3 separate regions of the Mus musculus genome follow, and all the other regions are linked to region 1. A link is a contact called in public HiChIP or PLAC-seq and promoter capture Hi-C data. All regions are on one chromosome and are shown on one strand. Each heading gives the region's core, a stretch centred on a gene start, on an enhancer-like site or on the middle of the called end of the contact. The rest is flanking DNA. Distances are from core to core; before and after follow the strand shown.

What was found. Promoter capture Hi-C pulls out the DNA fragments that hold promoters and counts their contacts. HiChIP or PLAC-seq counts read pairs in DNA pulled down with a chosen protein or histone mark.
Region 2: a contact with region 1 is called in an H3K4me3 HiChIP or PLAC-seq map of the SCID.adh cell line, with 13 read pairs. The contact joins the promoter of Ppp1r15b here to the promoter of Rbbp5 in region 1. A contact is called at or near these places in 1 of 39 promoter capture datasets (pre-B cells), 4 of 115 datasets of contacts at active chromatin or transcription factors (the SCID.adh cell line, bone marrow-derived macrophages, memory CD8 T cells and 1 more) and 1 of 9 other capture datasets (adipose tissue).
Region 3: a promoter capture Hi-C map of erythroid cells shows a contact between it and region 1, with 6 times the contacts expected there. The contact joins the promoter of Nucks1 here to the promoter of Rbbp5 in region 1. A contact is called at or near these places in 1 of 39 promoter capture datasets (erythroid cells), 3 of 484 Hi-C or Micro-C datasets (CD4 T cells, the G1E-ER4 cell line and embryonic stem cells) and 3 of 115 datasets of contacts at active chromatin or transcription factors (the 230-238 cell line, memory CD8 T cells and neural progenitor cells).

What each region holds. Positions count from the first base shown.
Region 1 is chr1:132,476,061-132,478,765 of GRCm38.p6, forward strand. Rbbp5 (retinoblastoma binding protein 5, histone lysine methyltransferase complex subunit) reads left to right here and starts at 1,307. Exons shown (of 14, transcript NM_172517.2): 1 at 1,307-1,467. The coding sequence starts at 1,449. It overlaps 6030442K20Rik (RIKEN cDNA 6030442K20 gene), which reads right to left and starts at 1,004. Exons shown (of 2, transcript NR_165177.1): 1 at 662-1,004.
Region 2 is chr1:133,129,781-133,132,485 of GRCm38.p6, forward strand. It overlaps Ppp1r15b (protein phosphatase 1, regulatory subunit 15B), which reads left to right and starts at 1,386. Exons shown (of 2, transcript NM_133819.3): 1 at 1,386-2,705. The coding sequence starts at 1,967.
Region 3 is chr1:131,909,153-131,911,857 of GRCm38.p6, forward strand. Nucks1 (nuclear casein kinase and cyclin-dependent kinase substrate 1) reads left to right here and starts at 1,306. Exons shown (of 7, transcript NM_175294.3): 1 at 1,306-1,598. The coding sequence starts at 1,582.

The DNA.
Region 1 (2,705 bases), core at 57-2,556:
TAGGAATTTTTATTTTTTAAACATTAACTTGATCATATTATTCCTTCCTTGAAAATTTTACAAAATGCATGTTCCATTAGAAAAAAACATGGCCAGGGACACCAACAGTCTGCCTACAGAAAATAAACCCATATACACGTGAAAAGTTCATCATTATTACTTCATAAGTGAAACAATGTATTTTTTTTTCTGTTTCACTAAGCCAGTGGGTACAGCCAAAGAGACCTGATAATAAATCACTGTGAGAAGTGCAGAAATATTTCTACAAATTATTTCTGGTTCTATAGTATTTGGATAGCATTTCGGAAATATTGGACACGAAAGGGAGTGAAAATTGTCCAATATCTCTGAGCCTCAATTACTGTTTTTGGGTTAAATGGCTACATGAAAGACATATTTAGGAGATAGTAACTGGTAAATAATGGCTTATACTTGCTGTCACCTGATTTTTTTATGCACTTTATATGCTTAACTCATTTAATCCTCGTAATTCTCTAAGTAGTATTATTATCACTGTCATTTTACGCACAAGGAAAGGGTTAAATACCCATAACGGTGAAGTCAGTTAGGAGGACCTCTAGATTACTGTCATTATAGCTACACAGGGGTGACTTGCCCACCACATTGGATAAACACTTCCCACCCCACGCCCATTATTTACCATTAGCTGGTCTTCTCTGATTGCTCTGTGTACATCAAGTCTGACAGAACTGTGGGACACTCAGTCCATCTCTCTTGACAATGTTCCTGTGCCCTAATCGATGTTGTGTACACAGTAATACCGCAGGAAAGGGCCTAACAAATACTATCGTGCCGTTTTATGTGATGCATAGCATAGTTTTAGAGACGTGAAATAATCTTCACGAAACTAAGTCAGACACATAGTAATTATAGTACTCATAGTAAGGTGAGCCAAGCCAGCACGCGCTCTGACCACGCCAAAGAGCTCCAACACTCTTGCACTAGGGGCCGACCTTTCCCGCTTTCCTGCGGTAGAAAGAATCGCCCGGAACCTTTCTTGCGGAGTCTCAGGCAGCCGCCGGGACAACCCAAGGAACACACGGCATTGTGAGTATTAGTGGGTTAGTGATATGCCTGAAATTTCTTGCTCACTTACGTGGTCCCGGAGAGAAAAGCTTTACATTCTTGTACTTTTTGGAGTTCCGACTGACTATGACATTTTTTTCTCCCTCGATAATATTATAGTTGTTTGATTACAAGAGCGTTTAATATTTTTTTTAATTAGGGAGAAATGTGGACAGCTACGTAAAACGAACAAGGAAGGCGGGGGAGGAAAGCGGAAGCCGCGGGGCCTTCTAAGTCCGAAAGTCTCCGGAGCTTGCGCCAGGCTCTTCGCGGCGCCCCCCACTTAGACGCGGGGCTTCTGAGCGGGTGGGGGAGAAGGAACTGTTGCCGGTGCGGAGACCAGGCGGCCAGCGTCTGCAGGGATGAACCTCGAGTTGCTGGGTGAGGAGGGCTTGCCTGCGACTTAGCAAACCCTTCGGTATTGGGAAGGAGGGAACCTGGGCGGGAGGGACCGCAGGCTGCAACCTTAGGGACACTCTTCGGAGATGGTTCATTGAGTGCTCGTGAGGTGGAGTTGCAGCAGCAGGAGTAAGACCAGCTTCTGTCCGAAGAGAATGCATTACTTTTCTGAAACCGCTTTCAGATCAGTTGTGGAGTCATTGAGGCACTTTTTGTCCGAGCTGTGATTTCGAAGATCGCAGGTGCTGAAGTAACAAATCAGACAGGACCAGAGTTTTGGAGATGCAGTCAGAGGAAGAGTGACCTAGGGTGGGTCAATTTTGAAGACCTGTCAGGGGATCCGGTGCCTAGATGGGATTACTCTTGCTGGAAAGGTGTTACTTAACCAGATTTTATTTTAAAAATAAAAAATAAAAAAAAGGTTAAGGGAATAGGTAAGGGTGTTGTAATTCGGCACTAAGTGGCGTAGTTGGCATTTGGAATCCAGTCATCTTGACTGCCCGTTTAAGGTCCTTAACCGTAGGGAGGTGTAGATCCCCGGAAATGTGAACTACACAAGCAGTTGTTTTATTCTCGAGACAGGGTTTCTCTGTATAGCCCTGGCTTCCCTGGAACTCATTTTGTAGACAAGGCTGGCCTCGAACTCAGAAATCCACCTGCCTCTGCCTCCCAAGTGCTGGGATTAAAGGCGTGCGCCACCACCGCCCAGCCAGTCAGTACTCTTAGCCGCTGAGCCATCTCTCCAGCCCACTTACAAAGATAATTTTTAAAGTGTTCTTTGTCTTTATAGCGGCTTTATTGGAGCATGGGTGCATGCTTGTGGATATAATACTGACGAAGTATGAAAGTATGTGAAAGGTGTATCTAAAATAAAAGACACCAATGAGAAAATTTTTAATTTGTTATTTTATGTGTGTGGGTGCTTTGTCTGTATGTATGACTGTGCACCAGTGATGTATGTGCCTGGTGCCCACAGGAGCCAGGAGAGTCAGATTCCCTGAAACTGGAGTTACAAATGGTTTTGAGCTACAATATGGGTGCTGGGAATCATACCTGGGACCTTTGGAAGAGCAGCCAGTGCTCTTAACCACTGAACCATCTCTGCTGCCCCTCAGTGAGATAATTTTTCTGCTATGCCAAAATGTGGATATTGTAATAAAGAGGATAACCAAGAGTTTAAGTTGATGATGTTTATTTTGTGGAGACTCATGGATGCCAGG
Region 2 (2,705 bases), core at 136-2,635, 650 kb after region 1:
GGGGATACAGCCCCTCACCCAGCGGTTAGATGATCCTCTCGGCTTCACCCCAAAAGGAACTGAAGCCCGAAGTAACTTATTTGCATACTCGGACCTCCTGCTACTATGAAAAAAACGACTCATTGCTAATTACGTTTTCCTAAAGCTTTTAGGATTAAGAAACCAGTTACTGCCAGACACAAGTAATAAGATGTTGTGGGGGCGTAAACAGTAAAAACTCTTGGTTTCAGGGAAGAAAGAGCTTGTTCCTTGCTCAACAAGTCATGAGGATCAGCTGACCCTCCCCCAGGGCAGCAAGATTCTCCTCCTTAGTGTAACCACTACGCTCTGTGATAGCCACTTGGTCTTTGCATTGTGGATTAAAATGAGAATAAGAAAGTGAACTAAAGACCAGGCATGGTGGTGCATGCCTTTAATCTCTTTGCTGGAGAGGAAGAGACAGAACTAATAAGTTCAAGGCCAGCCTGGTCTACATCGCCAGTTCCAAACAGTCAGGGCTCTGTAGAGAGACCCGGCCTCAAATAAACAAATAAATAGATAAGTAAGAAAAGAAAAAAATAAAAATAAAAAAGGAAGAAAGAAACCAAACTAGTAAGAGATAAATCAGCCAGTACTTGGTTGGAAGGCCGAGGCAGAAAGATTGTGGTTAGTTTGAGGCCAGCCTGAGCTTCATAGTAAAATCTGTTTCAAACAAACAAAATCCTCCCCTTATTACAGTAATTAAAATTAATCAGCCAATATTTTTCAGAGGACAAAAGTCACCAATGTGTTATCCTTCGCCGGATGCTCTACTCTGTGGCTCTTGTTACTGAGGAAATAAGTGAATTGAACGCGCTGTTTCTGAGTTAGTTAACAGTTATCTTCCCACCTGTGACTTCAGCTTGCTAGTAACACCGCGTTTTTCTTTCTGAGGGGTATTTTGTCAAATGGACCCTGAAAGATGTCCAAATTAGATCACAGGCAATGCTAGAGACTTAGAAATCCTAAAGCAGAGGGGACAGGAATGTGTGAGTGATTCAGTTTCACTATGATTCACTAGGGATGATGTGTGTCTTAGCACCAGGCGAGTTGGTTATACAGCACTGCCTACATCGTTTCACTCCAGTCTTCCTACGCCCTTAATAGGAGAAGACCGATACACGTGTCAGATAAGCGGATAATTTGCCTAGCAATCGGATCCATAAAAAAGGGCTCGGGAGAATTCTCGGGTTCTCTTGAAACCCACTCACCTCCCCAGCCATTCCCTTTGACCTAGAGGGTGGGGCGCGGAGTCTCCTAGGAGACCAGAATGAACTGACTGCGCAAGCGTACATCCTAGGTCCGGCTGATGCAACTCGCCGCGTGCGAGCCCCGCTCTACCCCGAGTAAGGAAGCCGACAGGGACCACAGACGCGGCCAATCAGAGGCCACGCACGAGGGTGAGGCAAGTCCGCCTCTCGGGAGGCAAGGGTGGGGGTTCGGCGAATGACGTGAGGCGCCGCTGGGCGGTAGGGAGTAGACGCCCTCGGTCCTCCGTCTCGCCCTGCAGCTTCCGGGTGTGCGGCTGCGGCCATTTTGAGCTTCGCTTCTTTGCGCCCTCGCCTGCCACCCAGCCACCCTTTCCGCCTTGGCGTTTCGCGCCTCCGTGCGGGCCACCGGAAACGCCGCCGTCGTCTCCGTCGCCGCCGCGCGAGGGAGGGTCTTCTCTATGGTGGAGCGATCTCACACGGCCTAGGACGTCTCCTTCCCTAGCCGGGATGGACCTAACCGCGGTCGCCACCGCTTGCGCGGGCCTCTGGGCCGTCCGGTGCAGCACTCGTTGCGGAAGCCGCCGCTCTCTGGGCCTCCTCTGCCGGCGCGGGAATCGGACTGCAGTACCCACTCCGTGGCTGGGCAAGGCGGAGACTGTGTAGACCTCGGATCCAGCCTGCGCTGACGCCGCTGAGCTCTGTCCTCCTCCTGTCTGAGAAGCCGCCAAGGAAAGGAGATGGAGACAGGAACGCACAGGGCCCGGAAGCGGCCTGGCCCTCGGCTGGGCTCCTGGTTCCGGCTGCCCTTCCTTCGGCGATCGCACGCCTGCTCTTCGGAGTTCCCGCCGCCTTCCTCTCGACAAAATCCCGGGAACTCCGCTCTGCCCGAGCGTCGGACCAGGTACTGGACCAAATTGCTTTCTCAGCTCCTTGCCCTGCTCCCTAGCCTATTCCAGAAGCTGCTGCTTTGGAGCCAGCTTTTCGGGGGCCTGATTCCTACCAGATGGCTAGATTTTGCCGCAAGTTACAGCGCCCTGAGAGCTTTGAGAGGACGGGAGGAATCTGCCGCTCCCACGGTGCAGAAGTCTCTGAGTTCACTGCGGCTGGACTCTTCGGAAGACTTGGTTGTCAGTTCTCTTGATTGGCTAGAGGAGGGACTCCAGTGGCAGTGCTCGTCCTCAGACCTGGAGTTAAAACTCAAGGCCCAGGAAAGAGCTTTAGACTCTGCAGCGCCCACTTTCCTCCTGGAGCAGCAGCTGTGGGGAGTGGAGTTGCTGCCCAGTAGCCTTCAAGCTGGTCTAGTCTCCCACCGAGAACTTGACTCTTCATCCTCTGGGCCTCTGAGCGTTCAGAGCTTAGGTAATTTCAAGGTAGTTTCCTATCTCCTGAACCCTTCCTACCTGGACTACCTTCCCCAGTTAGGGCTGCGCTGTCAGAGCAGCGCTGGAGGTGGCCAGTTTGTGGGTTTCCGAACAC
Region 3 (2,705 bases), core at 56-2,555, 570 kb before region 1:
CATGGTGAAAAGCATTTCAGCAAAGTGAAACAGATGACATTGTGTTTACAGGCTGCAAGCAAGAAAGACAGAGGGTGGTCAAGTCAAGGTTCCCACATCATGTTAAAGTGCTCACTCCTAATGTCCTAACTTCTACCAGGTCCTGCCTCTTAAATCTTTGGCATATGGGTCCCTAGGGAACATGGAATCCAAACTATAACAGGAAGTAAATCCTAGATATTAATACAAAGATACTGTGCTCTACTTCTGATTTAGGCATTCAGTCTTGAGGCAACTCGAACTACTTTTTTTTTTTTAAGATTTATTTATTTATTATATATGAGTACACTGTAGCTGTCTTCAGACACACCAGAAGAGGGCATCAGATCTCATTACAAATGGTTGTAAGCCACCAGGTGGTTGCTGGGATTTGAACTCCGGGACCTCTGGAAGAGCAGTCAGTGCTCTTAACCACTGAGCCATCTCTCCAGCCTCCCTGCCCCCCCCCCCCGAACTAATTTTATCTTCTATTAAAAACGGAACCTAACACTTAAGCCCAGACTAAAGGCCTTTCAACATAGCACCTTGTTTAGTTCTAGTAATAAGGTAGCCTTGTATCCTACTCTACTCATCATAAAACTGAGGTGCACAGAGGAAACCTAGTTAAGTACTAAGTGGTGGACTTAGAATTTTGAAGCAAGCGTTTTGTCACCAGTCTCCCTCTTAACCATTAATCACCTCTTTCTCTTTGAAATGCTAATATCAGAAATTGAGGTTTTAATGAGTGTTAAGTAGCTCTCAAAGATCAGATTGGGTAGAAGATATTCCTTGTGAACCCAACTCTCTACTTCAGCAGCGTGACTGAGCCCTGGGAGGTTAACGCTGAAGTCAGAGTACAGGATTTCTAAGATTAAGGTCAAATTTTTGAACCTAAGTAATTTCCCTCCAATTCTTAAGTGACGAATCTGCTGCCTATCCCATGAGTCTTGCAATTAGCTGATTTGCAAAATAATCAAGTCAGGAGAAATTAAATCCATTACAGAACCACCTAGTCCACAGAGAACTCTATATAAATCAGGTTATTTGGCAGGGGGTCCAAGATATAACCCAAGCCGAATCTGCAGCTCTGGCGTGGAAGACAGGGGGCGGGCAATCGGCGACCATTTTTGTTTTGCGGCCGTGCGCTCTCAGCGCATCTTGACTAACAGGACCCCATGGAGGAGGCGGGGCCTATCCGGGAGTGGGGCGGGGCTGGGAGGCGTGATGATTCAAATGGACTAATGACTAGGGCGCATCTGACAGGAGTCACCAATGAGCGGGCGTGCTGGGGCGGAGCGCACAAACCCTACGGGGTTTGGTTGCACCGCGGCTTTGGCGCATTTTCGGCTGGTTTGATTCATCCATTTTGAAGAGACGGGGGAGCGGGGGGCTCGTCAGATCCAGGGACCTCAAACCAGCAGCCGCCGACTCTTGAGAAGCCAGCAGCCCGGGGCTCGGCAGCAGCGGCCCCGCCGGCCGGAGCGGGGGGGTGGGGCGCCGAGTGCGCGGGGAGGGGGGTCCTGGTCCTCGGCTCCTCGACTTGGTCGCGCCTCGACAGCGAACATGTCTCGGCCTGTCAGGTCAGTGCGGAGTCCAAGGCCCGGGGCGGGCCGAACGGGCTGGGGTGAGTGGCGAAGGACCTGGGCAACGGGCCTGGAGTCGTGCTCCTGACTACCACGCGCGGCCTTCTGTCGGGGGCCGCGCGCGCCCTTGCGCGTGGGTGCTCGGCGGCGCGCAGGATGGCGGCGGCGCGCACGGGCGCGTCGCCTCCACCCCGCAGGGTCCGGGTCGGCTCCGCGGCCGCCCCCACCTCCGCCATGGCCCTGGCGTGGGCTTGGCGCGCACCAGGCACACCATAGGCCGCACCCCTGGGCCCTGTTGGAGCCTACGGCCGACCCGGGTGCGAACACGGAGGACTCGGTCCTCCAGAGGCTCGCCGGCTTAGCGTTTTGGCGAGCGAGTTGCTTGTGCCCCGCCGCCCGGCCCCGCCTCCATTCTCGGGGTCGCGGCAGGCCCCGCCTCCTAGCCCGGCCTGGGCGGAACCCACGTTTTCCTTTCCCCTTGGGGCAAAAGTGAGTTTTGACACTGAGCCCCGTAAAATAAGGGCCACAGCCTCTCCCCACTTGGGAGTTCTGAACGCATTAACCCCAAGTTTTCTCTTTCCACCGCTTGCAGACAAATGCCCTTCCTCCAGGGACGTGCTTGTTAACCCAAATCCCGTGTGGTTCTCGTTCCCCCTCACCCCGCAGTACGCGTCTCTTGCTACTTCTGTAACCCTCTCTTTCCCCGTGTGACGTTAATCGTAAATGGACTACGATCCACTAGCGATCAGACTTTTATTCACATGGCTTCAAGAAGTTTTCGGTTTCCCCTCACTCGGTGGGCTCCCCTTTAATGCCCTCCAGAGCTGTTGTATAGAATGTGGCTTGGGTGGAGGGTGTGGTTTAGTCCAATCTATTAAGGCCTGAGAGACAGAGGGACAGAGACCGAGACCAAAGTCAATAGATGTTACTTGTAAAGGAGCTTTACCTGGCCCCATTGCCTTTAGTTCTTAACTATTTTTACAGTTATGAATTCATTTCAAGTTTTGGTATCGAAAGTATCCCAATACCAAGGAGAGGTTTGGATCTGGCAACGGTTTTGTGCCCCACTATGTCTCCTTGACAAGATAATCTATTGGTGGTAGA